Regions from separate parts of the Mus musculus genome. Here all the other regions are linked to region 6. A link is a contact called in public HiChIP or PLAC-seq, Micro-C and promoter capture Hi-C data. All regions are on one chromosome and are shown on one strand. Each heading gives the region's core, a stretch centred on a gene start, on an enhancer-like site or on the middle of the called end of the contact. The rest is flanking DNA. Distances are from core to core; before and after follow the strand shown. Region 1 holds the start of Wnt9a (wingless-type MMTV integration site family, member 9A). Region 2 holds the start of 2310033P09Rik (RIKEN cDNA 2310033P09 gene). Region 3 holds the start of 4930412M03Rik (RIKEN cDNA 4930412M03 gene). Region 4 has its middle 14 kb from the start of Rai1. Region 5 holds the start of Guk1 (guanylate kinase 1). Region 6 holds the start of Mprip (myosin phosphatase Rho interacting protein).

The links. Promoter capture Hi-C pulls out the DNA fragments that hold promoters and counts their contacts. A called contact is a pair of places that touch in the nucleus more often than the background predicts. HiChIP or PLAC-seq counts read pairs in DNA pulled down with a chosen protein or histone mark.
Region 1: a contact with region 6 is called in a Micro-C map of embryonic stem cells, with 2.8 times the contacts expected there. The contact joins the promoter of Wnt9a here to the promoter of Mprip in region 6. A contact is called at or near these places in 3 of 39 promoter capture datasets (embryonic stem cells, hippocampal neurons and pre-B cells), 2 of 484 Hi-C or Micro-C datasets (both in embryonic stem cells) and 1 of 115 datasets of contacts at active chromatin or transcription factors (extraembryonic endoderm stem cells).
Region 2: a contact with region 6 is called in an HNF4G HiChIP or PLAC-seq map of pancreatic cancer cells. The contact joins the promoter of 2310033P09Rik here to the promoter of Mprip in region 6. A contact is called at or near these places in 4 of 115 datasets of contacts at active chromatin or transcription factors (bone marrow-derived macrophages, effector CD8 T cells, memory CD8 T cells and 1 more).
Region 3: a contact with region 6 is called in a FOXA1 HiChIP or PLAC-seq map of pancreatic cancer cells. The contact joins the promoter of 4930412M03Rik here to the promoter of Mprip in region 6. A contact is called at or near these places in 3 of 39 promoter capture datasets (the C10 cell line, liver and neural stem cells), 1 of 484 Hi-C or Micro-C datasets (CD4 T cells) and 1 of 115 datasets of contacts at active chromatin or transcription factors (pancreatic cancer cells).
Region 4: a promoter capture Hi-C map of pre-B cells shows a contact between it and region 6, with 2.2 times the contacts expected there. The contact joins the enhancer-like site here to the promoter of Mprip in region 6. A contact is called at or near these places in 5 of 39 promoter capture datasets (the C10 cell line, liver, pre-B cells and 2 more) and 2 of 115 datasets of contacts at active chromatin or transcription factors (the NIH/3T3 cell line and pancreatic cancer cells).
Region 5: an H3K4me3 HiChIP or PLAC-seq map of bone marrow-derived macrophages shows a contact between it and region 6, with 3 times the contacts expected there. The contact joins the promoter of Guk1 here to the promoter of Mprip in region 6.

Annotation. Positions count from the first base shown.
Region 1 is chr11:59,305,393-59,308,292 of GRCm38.p6, forward strand. It overlaps Wnt9a (wingless-type MMTV integration site family, member 9A), which reads left to right and starts at 1,538. Exons shown (of 4, transcript NM_139298.2): 1 at 1,538-1,675. The coding sequence starts at 1,581.
Region 2 is chr11:59,207,000-59,209,834 of GRCm38.p6, forward strand. 2310033P09Rik (RIKEN cDNA 2310033P09 gene) reads left to right here and starts at 1,362. Exons shown (of 7, transcript NM_024210.2): 1 at 1,362-1,674; 2 at 1,821-1,866; 3 at 1,970-2,052; 4 at 2,129-2,201; 5 at 2,309-2,394. The coding sequence starts at 1,430.
Region 3 is chr11:60,113,766-60,116,548 of GRCm38.p6, forward strand. It overlaps 4930412M03Rik (RIKEN cDNA 4930412M03 gene), which reads right to left and starts at 1,467. Exons shown (of 1, transcript NR_164317.1): 1 at 1-1,467. All of the region lies in intron 1 of Rai1 (retinoic acid induced 1), which reads left to right.
Region 4 is chr11:60,089,894-60,092,593 of GRCm38.p6, forward strand. No RefSeq gene overlaps it. Among named protein-coding and RNA genes, the nearest start is that of Rai1, 14 kb to the right of the region's middle. Within about 2 kb of position 1,373, at least 65 of the 459 cell types and tissues checked have an H3K27ac peak or open chromatin away from gene starts, as enhancers often do. A contact at or near this core is called in pre-B cells, where this site is marked.
Region 5 is chr11:59,190,445-59,193,289 of GRCm38.p6, forward strand. Guk1 (guanylate kinase 1) reads right to left here and starts at 1,508. Exons shown (of 8, transcript NM_008193.3): 1 at 1,307-1,508. The coding sequence starts at 1,367.
Region 6 is chr11:59,661,056-59,663,791 of GRCm38.p6, forward strand. Mprip (myosin phosphatase Rho interacting protein) reads left to right here and starts at 1,452. Exons shown (of 24, transcript NM_001368931.1): 1 at 1,452-1,893. The coding sequence starts at 1,771.

The DNA.
Region 1 (2,900 bases), core at 288-2,787, 360 kb before region 6:
GTCCCCCTGACCGTGTAGTTAAATGGGCCTCTGATGGGGAAACCAAGGCTCGGAGAGGAAGTGATGGGCTCTCCCGACCCCTCACTCAGCCACACACCCACCACATATGGAAGCTTTTCAGTCAGGACAGGGTATATTCACTTGGGTGGTCCACACCCACAGGAGTAACCTGCTTGGCTCTGACCAGTGCGGAGGCTGATGTGATTTTTTTTTTTTCACTCATTTCCTCCTCTGCTTTCCTTTGGAGCCGTGACAGGTGGCTGAGCAGTTGCTGTGCACGGCTAGACAACTCAGCCTCCCAGAGGAGCTCAAAACCCTCAGACTTGGAGGTCTCCCATCCAGAATCAGCCCCTCTAAGTTGAGAAGGCGGTGGCTGGTAAGGAGGTTTGCCTTCCAGGGTGTGGAGCTTGCCCCTGTAAGCCCAGGTCAGGGAGGCACGCTAGTGTTGGAGGTCCCTGGGTTTTGTTAGCTTGGCTCTGGTGTGTGTGTGTGTGTGTGTGTCACTGTCTTGCACAGAAAGTGCGTCTCCAGCACGGAAGGTTGACACGCGGTGGGCATGTGTCAGGATCCAATCACTCGGTCCTATTCTCCAGCACTTTGAATGGTCCCTGAATAAGCCGCCCCTCCCCCAATGTCAGGGGACTCTTAAGCAGTCTATTGGGTGCCCTGGGCAATTGTGTTTCTCTGCGTGTTAGTTAAGGTTTGACTTATAGACAATTCAGTCCACGAAGATGAGTCACAGCTCTGGGCTTTCACACAGACCAGTCACCATCCTGGCCAGCGGTCCCCTTCATCTTCCACCCTGTTTGGGGTATGAGGTCCCTGAGTGTCAGTGATATCTGCAGCTAGTAGTCCAGAAGTCCCTGAGGACCATATTGTCCCATCCTCAGGTCCAAGTCGGCCACAGCACCGGCTCTGCAGAAATGCCTTTTTGGTCTCCCTTGGAGAGGTCGCCTTTCCATTCCTCCAGCTACAGCACCCCAACTTTCAGCAGTGGCTCCCTCTTGGCAACATTGGCCCGCGAGTGGATTCGCGTCCCCCCACGCTCCCGCTCTGTAATCCAGTGGCTAACGTCGCTCCCAAGCCACCCAGTCACTATCCCCTCAAGCACAGTCGTCCAAGTTTCTCGGCTCTTGGATGTCTTTCCCGGCGGCCAACACCCGGTCCCTAACTGTCAGGAGACACCCCGGAGCTCGCACTTGTGTCCTGGCTGCAGACACCTAGCCCCGGGGTCTAACCCTGCTCTGTCTCTCAGTCCCGCCCCATCGCTCCTTCTGGCTCCGTTACTCGACCGGGGTTCCCACCGCGCCACGTGCCCAGCCCTCCCCACAGCGCGCCCCAGGCCCGCCCCGCGAGCCGAGCAGCTCGGCGGCCGCGGCGGCGGCGGCGGGCGCGCAGCTCGGATTTCGGCCCGCCCCCGGCGCCGGCGTGACCCCTCCTCCGGGGCGCGGGCGGGCCGAGCCCAGCTGGCCGGCGCCCCGCCCCGCGGCCGCGGCTGCGGACGCTATAAGAGGGCGGCGGTCGCGGCGCGCCCTGCGCGGAGCCCGGAGCGCGATGGTCTGCCGCCGCGGCGCGGCAAGATGCTGGATGGGTCCCTTCTGGCGCGCTGGCTGGCCGCGGCCTTCGGGCTGACGCTGCTGCTCGCCGCGCTGCGCCCTTCGGCCGCCTACTTCGGGTAGGTGCCCGCGGCGGGCGGCCGCGCGAGGGCGGGCGAGGGCGGCGGGGCCGGACGGGGGCATCGAGCCCGGGGTAGCACTCGCCAGGTGCTCGGCGGGGTACACGGGTGGCTTGGAGTCGTTAGTTGGCAGCGAGCGCGCCTCTCGGTCCGCAGGTCGTTGCCCGCCGTGCGCCCTAGAGGTAGAGGGGCCGGTGTCCCCGACGGGCTTGCGCGGGGCCGCGGTCCACGGTGACTCCCGAGTCGCCGCCGCCGCCTTAGGCCGCGGTGTTCCTGCCAAAAGGCTGGAGCCTCCCTGGCCCCTGCCCACTACCCCCCTTCTCTCCTGGAAAAGTTAATTTAACAACAACAAAAAAACACGTACAAAATCCAGATGTTCCTTGCACTGAGCCCCAAAGGGGAGAAAAAAAACCCTCCAAGCTGGAGAAATTTATTTTTCTTGCGCTTTTTTCTGGCGCTCGCCCGAGCCTGGCCCCGACCTCGGCCCTCGGGAACACGTCTGGGAGACCTGACCCCGGGGGGTAAACGCCGCCGCTGTCCCGCGGGGTCGCCGCCCGCACTCGCCTGTCTATGCGTTAGCAGTTTTGCCGCGTTCTTGGGCGCGTCTCTTCACCTTTGGTTCCTTTCGTCCCTCCCTCTCTACTCGCTTTCCCAGGTTTGGGATGCCTGAACCCAGCGATCTTTAGAGGGACACCCACTGCACTTTGAGTTCTCCAAGGTCCTGGGTGGCACCACGCATGGCAGCGCCCCAGCTTTCTCTGCCCTCCCTGCTTATCACCCTTCTTTCCCCCTCTGGGAGACCTGGGTTAGCCCCTCGGGTCGCAACCCTGGTCCTGGGTGATCTGGACTGCGTCTTGGGCCGCCGCCCTTCGCCGGTCACCTGTTCCCTCGCCCCTGGCTTCAGTGGCCGCTCGCAGCGGTGTGGCCGGCAGAGGGCCCCGTTGGTCTAGGAATCTGGCACCCGCCAGGGCAGGGAGAGGCGGCTGGGCTGAGGAACCCTGCAGGTGTATCCTGTTCTCAAAGAAAATAAAATATTTTCATGGGAAATTTTCCCTTTGTGTTTTTCTTTCTCCTCCTTTCTCCTCCGTCTGTCCATTTCTTCTGGGTTGTCTTCCAGGGTCAGTTCCATGTCTCGGTTCCCAGGGTCTCCCCACCCTGGCTCCCCTGGTCCGACCCCTGGGCCTTGGCCTGGCACGCCCCTGCACGCCATCTGTGCAGCCCTAAG
Region 2 (2,835 bases), core at 112-2,611, 450 kb before region 6:
ATGTTTGAAAGTGATTTCCAGTGACTCAGGGAGATTTGACAGAATAGGATATGCCTATCTCTCATGAGAACAGAGAGGAAAGAAGTGACTTAGGGGAAAGAATAGGAGAGGGCAGTTTACTGGGACCATTGTACAGAGACAGGTTGCAGAGAAAGAACAAACTAGCCAGGTGAAGACAGAACGAGCCAGAAAATGAGCCAGAGATTAGAACATAATACCAAAGGTCGTATGAGGCCAAGCAGAGCAATTCGGGGGAAGCTGGAAGAAGCCAATTTGAATCATTCAGTGTGGAGGAGTCTGAGCCAGAATAGCTGAGTTGACCACCCAGCTAGATAGAGTTCAGAAGAGCATTAAAGGGTGAGCTTATTCAGCAATAGGTCTCAGAGGTTGAAAACATTCTAGGCCAAGATAAGATTGTATGGAGGCTAGAAGCTTCCAGGACAAGGCCTGGGTTAGCAGACAGAGGCGGTAAGCTTCAGAAATGACAATTACATCAGGCAAATAAAGGATACGTTTCCACTTTATTGTGCAGCTCCCCTTGGGACCATCCATTCATCCCGAGTATGATCTTGTTCTGAGGAATCTGTCCCAACTGTGTCCTCTAAAGCCAGGCCATGACCTCAGGGCTCATACCAAGAGCCTCACAAGCTGTGGCAGGTACTCAACGTGTTCAGGATGAAGACATAAAAATGAGGCTGTCTTGGTCTATTTGGGATGCTAGAGAGTTCCAGGATGGGTATTTTTTCAGACTAGGGATGAAACCCAAGACCATCATGTTAAGCAAGTGATCTGTCATTAAGATGTAGCTCAGTTTCTGTTCATTTTGAGGCGCAGCCTCAGTAAATTGCCCAGTAAAGCTTCACCTGCAGAGAACACAGATCGCTCTGGTTTAGGGATGCTTTGGCTTTCATGTCACATACGCATATTCTGTCACCCAGAGCATGGAAGAGTGAATCCATGTTTCTTTGGTGACTTTATCTGTCCCTCTGTTCCGTGAAGGTTTGCCATTATTTAACTTAGTTTCAACAGTGACCCGGGACCTTTGGAGTTAGCATTCTTGGCTTTCCAGAAAGCAAGGGGCCGGCCCCTCCTGGTGTCACTAAGGTTTTGTAGTGTCCCCTTCCACCGAGATTCCTTCACACGAGAGTTATCAGGTGGGATAGCACAGCCGCCTTTTTGAGGAGCTATTGCGCAGGCGCACGTGGCACTAGGATGAAGGATGCGCCAGAGAAGCCCTGAACGCCCTTTAGAAAGAGGATCTTGATTGATAAGGCCCTCGGATACGCAGTGCGCAGGCGCACGGGCACGTTAGCGAGAGCGCAGGCGCGCGCGGGGGCGCGAGAGTGACGTCACGGCGTGCGTCCGGAGTGCTGCGGGAAGTCCGACTAGAGACCGCGGGTACTGAAGGCTGTGCAGTGGCTCCAGCGCCATGTTCGGCTCCAATCGCGGTGGCGTGCGTGGCGGACAAGACCAGTTCAATTGGGAGGACGTGAAGACTGACAAGCAGAGGGAGAACTACTTGGGCAACTCGCTGATGGCGCCAGTAGGCCGCTGGCAGAAGGGCCGCGACCTCACCTGGTACGCGAAGGACCGCGCGCCGTGTACCGGCCCGAGCCGTGAGGAAGAGCTGGCAGCCGTGCGCGAGGCGGAGCGTGAGGCGCTGCTGGCCGCACTGTAAGTGCCTGGTCTGCGGGGCGACCGCAAGCCCCGAGGGCGGGATCTGGGTGGCCCTGGGGCGGGGCTGGATGTGGGCGGGGCACAGGAAAGAAGGGGACCGAGGGGCCAGACCCTTGATGAGCATTCCTGACCTTTGCTCGCAGTGGTTACAAGAACGTGAGGAAACAGCCCACCGGCCTGAGCAAGGAGGTGAGTCTGAGATATGGGTTCGAGGTCCGCGGGGTGGTTGGGGGGGGGTGGGGGGGTCCGTCTGTCTCGGCCTAGAACCTCCTATCTTACCCTGCTTTCGCAGGACTTCGTGGAGATCTGCAAACGGGAAGGAGGAGACCCCGAGGAGAAGGGCGTGGACCGGCTCCTGGGCTTGGGCAGCGCCAGGTTAGGCTAGTTGGGGAGTCCAGGGTAGGCCTGGGCGGTGATTGAGAACTGTCCTCAAATGCTCTGTCCCCTGCAGTGGCTCCGCGGGCCGTGTGGCGCTATCCCGAGAAGACAAAGAGGCTGCCAAACTTGGGCTGTCAGTGTTCACGGTAAACCCTGTCAAGCCCAATGCACAGGATCCTGGGGTTTAGAGGTGTCTGAGATGTGGGGCAGGATTCCCTGGGTGTTCCTCACCACGGCTACTCATGTCATACAGCACCACCGTGTGGACAGCGAAGGCCCAAGCACTGCCCCAACTGCTCCCAGGAAGAAGCCTCGCGCTGAGGACAAGGTCGAACCGGAGTAAGTTGAGTCTGCCTCCCTGTGCATAAAGGGGCAGACTGCCTTAGCTCTCTTAGTTTGACTGAAGTAGGCGGACCTCCATCTCTGGGCTGGAGTCTCAGTAGCTGCCATAGGTGACCCAGCAGGGTGACGCTCAGGACCATGATACTGGCCAGTTTGGTGGGAGGTGCTTGTGGGGTGGGCGGCACACAACTTTCTTTAATCCCAGCATTTGGTAGACAGCAGGCTGATCTCTCAGAGTTCTCACAAGCTGGTACGTGTGTCTGGTTACTTCTACTTTTGTGTCATCTCAACTTTGTACCTAGGTAAAATAGTGAGTTCCAAGCTAGACAAGGCTGCATAATGAGAACTTGTCTCCAAGGAGAGAGGAGGCTCACCAGGTTGGCAGCATTCCAGCACTCATCTTTGTGGCCATGGAGCCTAATAAGCTCATTTATAAAT
Region 3 (2,783 bases), core at 217-2,716, 450 kb after region 6:
AGGCCAGATTGCCTATCTCTGTGCTATATCAGTGTCGAATTTCTTTATTTGAATGGGGAGAGAGGGCAGCCTCCCTCTGCAGGTAGAGAAGGTGGTGTGGAATGTGGCTGTTTGTTTTTCTTTGCCCGTGAAAGCCTTATTTCAGCTCACTTGGCTGTGCAGGGCTTCTGAGACACAAGATGTTCTCTGGGGTGCCTAGCCAAAGTGGACACTGAGGGCACCCACCAACCGAGGGGGAGCTGGGAAACAACATCCTTCTGCCTGCTCCATCGAGGCCTCCTGGCCCCCTTCATCTCCATATCTCCTGGCAGACTCCAGGTTGCTTAGAAAGCCAAGGCAGCCTTTCTTACAAACAAATCTTGTTCACATGGATAGGGGGAGACTAGCTGAGTCTATCTGCTCCTCTTTCTCTACCCAGGTATTGCCCACCCAGCTAGCTCCCTTTATTCGGAGACACCTTGAAGGGACACCAGTGTCATCGTCATTTGTCAAGCCATCAAACTGAGAGCTCCTGGTACTAGGGAGGTGGATTCGAGGAACCACGGGGTGATCATGAGGCAGGGCTTTCTGCAATGGCTGCCCCTCTTTCCCTTCGGCCCCTCCTCTTCAGCCCGCTGGCGGCTGGGAGAGGAAGCCCTGCCGGCAGGTAGCAGAGAAAAGACATAGGATCCAGGGGGGGGAGTCGGAGTGAAAGCAAACAAACAGGCCTTTGTGTGGCTTCAGATTGGCGGCTCAGAAGGGAAGCCAGGCCTGTGGTAGGCGAGAGAGGGAGGAGGTATGGGAGGTCGAGCTGTAGTTGGGTTGTGGGTAGCCAGAGCTGGATGACGAGGCCCATTCCTTGTAGACAGGCAACGCTTGGGCCCTGCCACTTGACTTCTGTACAGATCTAACGGACTCCCTGGGACTAACATACCTTAGGACTAACATACCTTAGGACTGTTAAAGGCCTAGTCAGTGTCGAGCTCCCATTCCACTCTGCTGCTTGTGACTGCAAGGAAGAAGTGGAGTAGTAGGGAGGGTATCATGGCCACCCGGGAAAACAGACTTTCCAGAACCAGGAACACGGTGGGAATTCCAGTGGGGAGGCAGCCCTGTGGAGCAGGAAGGTTTACTGTGCAGTGACAGGCAGTGGGTGTCTGTAGGTAGAGATAGTATCACAAGCCCCCACGACTAGGAGTCAAATTGCCCTATCACTGGTGCAGGCCACCAGGTTGGGGGCACAGGTCCGAAGACCGGTTTCCTCGCAGAGCGTGTGAGGGGTCGTCTTGGGTAGTATAGGTAGTGGAGCTGTATTCATTATCCTAGTGAGGACACCCGCACCAGCCCGGCTGCTCAGACCAGGACCCAAATCTACTGAGGCGCGGTCGGGCCAGACGATCAGGCAGCTGCGTGGTTGCTCCGGGGCCATTTCCTCTCCTCTCCACGACCTCGAAACGGGCGGCGGGAGGGCAGACGCCCGCGCTTCCTGCCCGCCAGCCCGCGGCGCCCCCCTAAGCAGCGTTCCACACGGGAGGTGCAAGGGGCGGGGCGGGGCGGGGCGGGGCGGGCACTGAGTCGCCATGGCAGCTCCTGGCCCGTCATGCTCCGCGCTGCTGGGACCGGCAGCCAAGGCCCCGCCCCTGGTAGAGCCGGGCCCCTTTCCGGGATTGCAAAGCCGGAGGCGTGGCTTCCAGACCTGGGAAGGTACTCTCAGGGCTCTCTGCTGTCTAGCTCTCCCCTCCCCCGGGTGCCACAGCCTTGGTGCTTCTTTGCGCGGTCCTTCACGGACGAGGCGCGGGGAGCGCCCCGACACTCTCTTACACTGGCAGAGTTGTGCCCAGAGGTACTCGCTTGTCCTCGACAGAGCCCAGCACTTGGCCTCTTGTAGCTGGCAGACGTTTGGTTGCCTGGCCAGGAGGTACATTCTTACTTTCTGAGCCCGGGCTCCATCGCCTGCCCTGGGAAACCTGTAACTAAACTTTGTTGCCAAGTTTGACCCATGTAATGCTGCCCTCTCTCCGCATGCTTTTCATGCCTTGAATCCCTAACTTCACCCTCCTGATCTGCTTTCTTTCCTCTAGTCCAGTAAGAGGCTCCAATTCAGTTGGCTTCTGCCCCCTTCTGCTTGTATGGAGCAGGCAGCTAAATTTAATACTGGTCTTAGGGTCTTGGCAAGAAGATTGCCTCTTAAGCTGCTGGACTCTGCCTTTCTTCAGCCTCACCCAGGGCACACACAGGAGGACGAGAGTAGGTTTTTATGGAAGCAGAAGGATGTATCTTGATATGTAGGCCAAGAGTAGTGGTGCACACTTGTATCTCTAGCGCTTCAGGAAGCTGAGGTTGATAGGCTAGCAAGATTGAGACCAGCCTGGGTTGTATAATGAGGAGTTCTTGTGTTTCAAAACAAAACAAAACTTCCCAATTCTAAGTATTTTCTAGTCTGATAATCTGAATATGCTGACTGTAGAGAAGTTCAAAAGTAGAACCAGACCCACCCATGCCTGACATCTCAGCTCCTTTTGAGGTTGAGTGCAGCAGGAGTTTAGGATTAGCTTGTGCAACATACCAAAACCCTCATCTCAAAAAACGATATAGGACCAGTGAGATGGCTTAGCAGGTAAAGGGCCTGCTACAAAGCCTCGTGACCTGACTTTGAAGAAAACTGACTCTGGCAAGTTTTCCTCTACACACACACTCACTCATTCACACTGTATGTGTGTGTGTCCTAAATTCCTGAAAAACAATATGGGATGAGCACAACAAATGCAAAGAATGAAAGAGTCATGCTGTATGTTTGGACTTGT
Region 4 (2,700 bases), core at 123-2,622, 430 kb after region 6:
TGGATCCAGGCCTCTGGCCCCATGCATCTTTTTTTCTGGCTGTTGTCTGTGTTTGGACCAGCTTGCCTGCCCTGTGTAGTCCTCACATCCCCAGGCTCACAAGTCATTGGCTCAGGGCCACACAAAGCAAGATTGAATAATTGGGAAGTCCAAATGTAAGGAGTTCCAGCTAGGACCTCTGGGAAGTCTTGAGAATCAGTGGCCACTTAGAAACAGTGTGGTGTGGCTCCTCTGTGCTGAACACCGTCACCTTTGAGACATGGGGACTATGCTGTCCCTTACTGTGTAAATCCTGAGCATGTCACAAGTACTGACTCAGGAAAGCCTGTAGCAGCTCCATCCCAAGAGCTGGGAAACAGAGCTCTTGGGAAGGGCTACCTCTGACACGTCAGGACATTTCCCAAAATTAGTTGGTACAGAAGTTGACACAGGTGGCAACTTGCAGGAAGTCACAAGGTGAGCACTTGCCCGGACACATTGGAATCCAGGAACTGCTGTGGCTCTAAGGATTCCCTCTGCAGGGAAGGGCCTTTGGGAGCTTGCCTTCTAGGTCTGACCCTTATGTGGCCTATCTATAAAGCTAGAGACATGCCTGTTCTCATCTGTCTATTGTAGCAGGACACCCCTGAGCAACGGGATCCCTGGGTCGGGGGACCCTGCAGCCCCTCAGAACTTGGAGTGATGGAGTGATGTCACTAACAGTAGCTATACTTATCTGATGGGCCCCAAGATGTGGCTAGAGTGGACAAACGTCTACATTTTATTATTTTTAATTAATCAAAATGTAAATAGCCCCCACACGTGGCTAATGGTACCATATAGAGGGTGGAACCCTAGGGTCTAAATGAACACTTGATTTTAATTTCAGTTTTGCTCACTTTTTGCCCATTCCTATCCTCAAGTCAGTTTTGAGCAGGCCCAGCTACTTGCATTTCCTCTCTAAAGGACTTCTAGAAGTTTTTCACCTTCCAGGAAGAGGTGGCCACCAGGCCTAATCCAGCCTTGTCAGAAGAGGGTGTGGTCAGATAACCCCCAGGATATCTGTATTACTTGAGGTGAAGGATGGAACTTTTAAGGGCCAAGATTCAGTTTCCCACTAACAAATAGGGATGACAGGAGGTTCCTTAGAGCAGGGCATAGGTTGATTTAAAGAGAATAAGGGTGTTCTTGGTATGTCTGAGCTTTCTGTTAAGGATATACCGGGTAGCCCCACTCCTGTTCCCCACTTCTGTGCCCAGAGCCCATGTGCAGCCACACACAGGTCACCTCTTTAGTGCCTGGCCCAGCAGCTCGGATCACAGCATACTCCGGGCCACAGATCCTACCACTTCCCTTTCCTGTGCCGTTCCAGATGACTCCCACGGTCTGAGTCCCCACTGCTCTGCAAGAACTAATGGCCCACACTCACCCTGCCTACTCACATGCCCCAGCTGTGGGAGGAGTCCAGGATAGTAGGCAAGAAATTCTAAAATGAAGGAGTTTGTGTAGGTGTTCTTGTTTCTAACTTTCCCTGGCTGCTGAGAAAACTCTGCATTTGGTGTTTTATAGCAGGAGATTCGTTCCCTCACAGTCACGAAGAGCAGGAACACAAGGTTGGTGTCGAGGGACAGAAACCAATGTGGCAGCAGCAGGGCCTTGCTCCTGGCAGAGACTCCGAGTTAACTTGTGCTGGCCACGCCCAGTTTCTGCTTCCTACCCAGTGTTCCTTGCCCATGGCTGTCTCATTCCCAATCCTGCCCAGGCAGCCACGTGGCCTCCTGTGTGCCAAGCTTCCTTCTGCCCTTCTCTCCCCTTCATCCCCCTCTATTGTTTGTTTGTCTGTGTATCCATACATACTCCATGACTACAAACCCTGCAGTCTCGTTTCCCACATCTGGGTGACCTCGAGGGCAACACGGTGGACAAGGCTCACCCTGAGGACATTGTCTTTGTGCTCATGGTGTCCCCTGCCAGGTAAGCGTTCTGCTCTCCTTCTGAGACACCGTCTCCCTCTGAAGCCCAAACGGTCTTGAGCTCAATTCTGCCTATGATTCTGCTGCTGTTCCCAGGGTGCCGACACCACACGTCTGTGTCTCTGTACCCTGCTGCCTGTCTCTTATGAAGTCCCTAGAATAACATTCGGGAGCCTCCAAACCTCAAGATTCATCCCTGTCTCAAGACCCTTAATCATGTCTTCAAAGACCTGATGCAGAAGGAGACATCTCTGGGCTCAGGCATGGCTGCTTCTTGTTTTTTAGGCCTGTGGCTATGAACAACATAAGGGAGGACTCTGGATCTTACATTGGATCTTACATAGCCGTCTCCCTGTACTCTCTGTAGCTGTGATCGGATAACCCAGGGAGGCATATACAGCAAAAGACCTCAGGGACTCCATGACCACAACAGCATAGATTCATGAGTCTGTGGTCCCAGGCCTGTAAGAGCTCCCAGATGTATGAGGTTTCAGAGAAATAAGGGACTGAGACAAGGTCCAGAGGGGACCGTGCAGAGTCCTAAGAGTCTCCTCTCCTCTGCCCTTTGTTAGTCTTCTATCGATGTGATGAGACACCATGACAAAGACCATCTATAGAAGAAAGGGTTTGAGCTTACAGTTCAGGGGGGCTTAGATTTCATGATTCCCAAAGTGGCACAGCTGCGGGGGCAGGGCGTTGAGGACACACACCTTGTACCACAGGCAGGAGGCAGAGAGAGTGAACTGGG
Region 5 (2,845 bases), core at 258-2,757, 470 kb before region 6:
GACACCAAGGCTTTACAGGGTCAGGGAAGACTGAACGGTGGAGGAGGATGGGGGACAGGGTAGAGCAAAGGAAACTGAGGCCCAGGACGTGTAGGCAGGGAATGGGTAGGGCAGGGCAGGGAAGACTAGGGACCAGCAGAAGCAGAATCAAGAAAGATAGGGACCGGGGCTGGAGAGATGGCTCAGTGGTTAAGAGCACTGACTGCTCTTCCAGAGGTCCAGAGTTCAAATCCCAACAACCACATGGTGGCTCACAACCATCTGTAATGGGATCTGATGCCCTCTTCTGGTGTGTCTGAAGAAAGAGACAGTGTACTTATAGATAATAAATAAATCTTGAAAGAAAGAAAGAAAGAAAGAAAGAAAGAAAGAAAGAAAGAAAGAAAGAAAGAAAGAAAGAAAGAAAGAAAGAAAGAAAGAAAGGAAGGAAGGAAGACAGACACCATCACATGCAATCAGGGAGGATGGGGACAGGACAGGATGGGACAGGGAAGATTAAGTCCCAACCAGAAGAGTCAGGGATACAAGAAGCCTTGCTCATATGGCTGCCTCCCAAGAGCTCAACCCTACTCTAACTTTCCTTCTTTGTCGCCTGGGCTCTTTCCTCTCACATCCCCTTCTGCCTTTTCTTTTCCAATTACATCATGTTTCCTGGATATTTTGTGTTTGTCAAGACAGACGAGAAAGGGAAACAACTTTAGTAGTCGCTTTCATAACTAGCCTATGACCTCCTGCAAGGTGAACTGAAGGAGCACCCACAGAAACAAACTGCATTCTTCTTTCTCTCCTTGGAGCCTATCAAAGGCTGACCAGTCATTTACTTGCTTTCTCCCTCTCTCCTCAGATACCGCGGAGCTAATGTCACCTGCTCCACCTCCAGGCACCACCAGAACGAACCCCGCCCACTTCCACGTTGGATAAAACGATGCCTGAGAATAATAAGCCCAAAGGCAGATTAATATTTTTTTCTAAAACAAAACAAATCGGGACAAGCCAAATCCTAATAGTCTGCAGGGCCTGCACCATCTGCAGGCACTGAAGTCCAACGCCCGCAATGGCTCAGGAGTAAAGCCATGTGCTTGAGCCTACCCAGGACGCCGGCTGGGTAGGGAACAGAGGAAGAGCGCAGACTAGGCTCATGCTGCACCGATCTGCTGGTGGCTGGGACTCCGCGTGCCCATCCCTGTCGTTCTGGGGTCCCGAGAAACACGTTCACCCGGCATCCCCACAAGATGGAGACGGCACGCAAGGGAAATATGCTGCCACAAGTCCCACTCCGAAGACAACCAGCCACCAGCGCACTCACCGTCCGCGGGGACCCGACCCAGGGCGGCCACCGCCAGCCCGACCAGCGGGCGCCGCAGCATCAGGGACCGCCCGCAGGACTACGTCACAGCGGCGCGCCGGCCCACCGGAACACACCGGAGGGCGGCATGGCTACGCACACCGAGTACGCAAAGCACCAGCGCCGGCCACGTCCCACCTTTGCCCGCTGACATTACGTCTCCCTCGCCGGCCCCACCTACACCACATTAAATCCCGCCTTGTCACGGCCCCCAAGCGACAGCCACACCTCAGCCCAACGGGGGGGGGGGGGGCCGCGATGATGCACAGGCGCACTGCGCGGTTCTCCCCGACGACCACGCCCACTTCTCTTCGTTGTTTCTTCTCCAAACTCCGCCCTTTTCCGTACCCTCCTTTCTTTCCCTAGGCTCAAACCCTACCAATTTACAAAGACCCTGAGAGGAACACATCAGAAGTCAGCTTCGAATCCGTTTAGTTACATTTTCGGGTTAGCCGGTTAACTGTTAAATCATTTCAAGAGGCGGCTAGCACGTGCTATTTATTCTTCCAGAGGACCCAGATTCAGTTCCCAGCACTCAGGTTGGGCAGGCGCATCACCTGCACTCATGTACTCTTACCCAAACACATAGACACATACACCTAATTTTAAGTCTTTTAGTTTTTTAGATAGGGTCTTACTATGTAGTCTTGACTGTCTGGAAACTCCCAGAGAGCCATCTACCTCTACCTCCCAAATGCCGGTAATAAAAAGATGTATACCAAGGGAAGCAGAGGCAGATGGATCTTTGAGTTCAAGGCCAGCCTTGTCTACAGTGCAAGTTCCAGGACAGCCAGGGTACACAGAAAAACCCCATCTCAAACAAAAGTATGTACTATTGTGGCTCCCCAAAGTATTTTTTAAATAAGTTACTTCAAGAAACTGGAAGGCAGGGGCTGGTGAGATGGTTCAGTGGGTAAGAGCACCGGACTGCTCTTCCGAAGGTCAGGAGTTCAAATCCCAGCAACCACATGGTGGCTCACAACCATCCGTATCGAGATCTGACTCCCTCTTCTGGAGTGTCTGAGGACAGCTACAGTGTACTTACAATAAATAAATAAATAAATAAATAAATAAATAAATAAATAAATAAATAAATAAATAAACAAACAAACAAATAAATCTTAAACAAAAAAGAAAAAAGAAAGAAAGAAACGGGAAGGCAAAGATCTCAGAGAATGCTGAAGTTGTCTTTAATTCAGGAGATAAAAGAAAAATAAGCCCAATGTGGTGGCACACACCTTTAATGTCAGCACTTGGAAGTAGAGGTAGGCCGACCTTTAGAACATTCAGGACAGGTTCCATTTACATAGTTAGCTCTAGGCCAATCAAGGTTACATAGGGAGACCCTGTCTTAAATAAAACAAACTTATTAAAGAATTGCAGTAAAGTGGGCAGCACAGTTGAGTTAAGTATCAGTTCTTTCCAAAAGCTTTTTTTGGAGAGAAGTCCTGAGCTTCGAGGTGATCTAGAGGGGCAGTGAAGGAAGTGCACATGAGATTC
Region 6 (2,736 bases), core at 202-2,701:
GTCAGTGAGGTGCCAGTGAGGGCAAAAGACCTGCCCACAGCTGGATCAGAGCTGGGCTTTCCCCTCAGGCTGCAGGCACACTTTGATCTGGGCTCCTTCATTCCTGATTCCTTGTGCAGGAGAGCATTTCTTTCTCAAAATGGAAATGCACCTCCCCGGGGTAGTCACCAGATGACCAGTGGAAAAGTACGCAACTCTGAAGGCATTTCTCTCCTAAAGCCTCCTTGTGACCTGAGCGCAGCTGCTCTCAGTGCCACCACCTGCTCCAATATCACCTCCATTGTGAAGAATGAGTTAGTTCAGCCTGTTAAAAAACACAGGCTGACTTCTGGAACTGCCAGCCAGCTGAGCCTGGAATCTCAGGTCAAAGTGATTCCTCCTTTCTGTCTTGCCTCCCTCACTCTTTCCCTTTCCTCTCCTCCTTAGCCTCCTTATAAAGGTCTCATTACGGTCCAGACTGGCCTTAAACTCTCCACCCTCCTAGATCTACTTTCAGAGTTCTGGGACCACATACTCCTTTCTTGTTCCTCCTCCCCACACTTACACCTGCATACCTTGGGAACAGTTCTGCATGCTCTCTGCTTAGATCCATTTCACTGCTGCTGGGAACAATTTGCCTCCTAAGGAGCAGGGGTTGTCCCCCTCCATCCCCCTCCCCTCCGCCCATTCTGGACTCCTCTGTCGTTTCCTTTCCAAGTGGCCTTTTGCCTGGGAGTCTGGACAAGAGTGGCCTGTAGTATATAGTTCAGGCCCTTCTTGCAGAGTGACCTTGCACAAGCTATTCGCAGTGTCTGAGCTTTTGTCTCCTCAAGCACAAAACGGAGGTAAGAGTGCGTACGTAACTCTAGCAGAATTGGGCTCCCATAATAGAATTGACAACTCCTCACGGCTGCTGACATCTTCTAGTCACCTCGGAAACACTACGTCTTATTACTTAACTGCTCCGCGCGCCTCAGTTTCCTTACGTAAAACCGGAATGGTCACGGGAAGGTTATGGAACTTTAATGATCTAAAACACGGGAAGCACTTGAAACAATTTCTAGTCTTTATGGTGGCATCTGGGTCGACCACAGACCTAGCACACAGTAGGGGCGCAGGCTAGACGAGGCAGAAGGCCGCAGCGAAGAGACTACGAGAAAGACAGGGGCCCGCAGGGAGACCGCGGAGATCTCCGGCGTCCTTCCGGGAGCAGCCCAGCCCAACGCCGCAGCTGTCAGGCCGCGGGCGGCGGCGCCAGTCCACCAAACCTGAAAGTTCCATCCCAGCGCCTCCACCTTCCCAGCCTGGACAAGTTACCTTGCGCCCGCTGCTCCCGGTCCCGCCCCCGTCATCCATTGGTCGACGGGTTTCTTTGTTAGCAGGAGCGTGCGGGTGCCATTGGCTCGCGGGGCTGCCGGTTGCGGTGCCCCGCCCCACCCCGCCCCTCCCCGAGTGCGCGCGGCGCCCAGCTCGGTTCGTTCGCGGTGGCGGCGGGCGCCGGGTGAGCGCGACGGCTGGACTTGCCGGCCGGCGCCTTGGGGGCGGCCGCGGTGGAGCCAGCGGCCGGAGGCCGCGTCCGTCCATGGGCCCACAGCGGCCGGGCGGCGGGGCGGGGCGCGAGGCGGCGCGCGCGCTCTGAGGCCGCGGCGAGCAGGCGGGGCGCGGCGCGAGAGGGGAGGCCTTTCCGGGCCTGCGGCGGCCAGCGCAAAATGCGGCGGCGGCCGCGCTGAGTCCCCGACCCCCGGGAGAGCGCTGGGCCGTGGCGGCCCGCTCCGCGGCCGCCTAGCCGACATGTCGGCGGCCAAGGAAAACCCGTGCAGGAAATTTCAGGCCAACATCTTCAACAAGAGCAAGTGTCAGAACTGCTTCAAGCCCCGCGAGTCGCATCTGCTCAACGACGAGGACCTGACGCAGGTGAGCTGCCGCGGGTGCGGAGCTGAGAGTCCTGCCTGCGAGTCGTGCCGGGGAGCGCAGAGCCTGCGAAGGCCAAGAGAGAATAAAAATGGAGCAGGGAAAAAAAATGCGTGAGAGTTGGGGGATGGGGTTGGAATGGGGGCGGGAAGAGTATCGATAGAGCTGGGACAAAGGGAAAATCCTCAAGAATGCCGAAAAATAACATCCTTTCCCGTTCCCATAGCTCTGCCGTGTGATTCATGCTTGTTGGGTGACTCAAAAAAATGTCTGGTTTCCCTGGATAGGAACAAAGTGGGGCTTGCTTGCCACTTGTCAGTACTACCCCCCCCCTCGCCCCCCTCGCGACTTGTCTTGGGACTGGACGCAGACTTGGCCACCAAACTGTCCCAGGAATTGGCATGTTTGCGTGGGTCACCAGTTTCCATCTTGTGGAATAGAGCCTGCTCTCCTTCTAAGTCACTGTCACCGTCAGGGTCTGAAGAGAGATGAGGTGTTTCTCTTCAGATGGGTGGGTCTTGCTCTTGAACTGAAGGTAGGAATAGCTTTTGTCGAGGGGTAGGGGCTTCCCTTCTTGGTTTTGCTTTCTGGCCCAGGAGACCAAGAAGACCTGTACATTCTGGGGAAAGTTGGTTTCCCCCTCTGTCTGCCCTTAATTTGTTAGTCAGGATTTTGGACCAGGTTAGACGCTCTTCCTAACCCGTGTCAAAGTCACAGTCATGGAAAACAGAGTTCCAGACCTCCAAGTCACAGTCATGGAAAACATTGTCCTAGATTGCCAAAGACCTCCAACCCCGGAGCAGTGTAGGAGATTGGGAATTTGTGTTGGTACAAGGTCTCCAATTT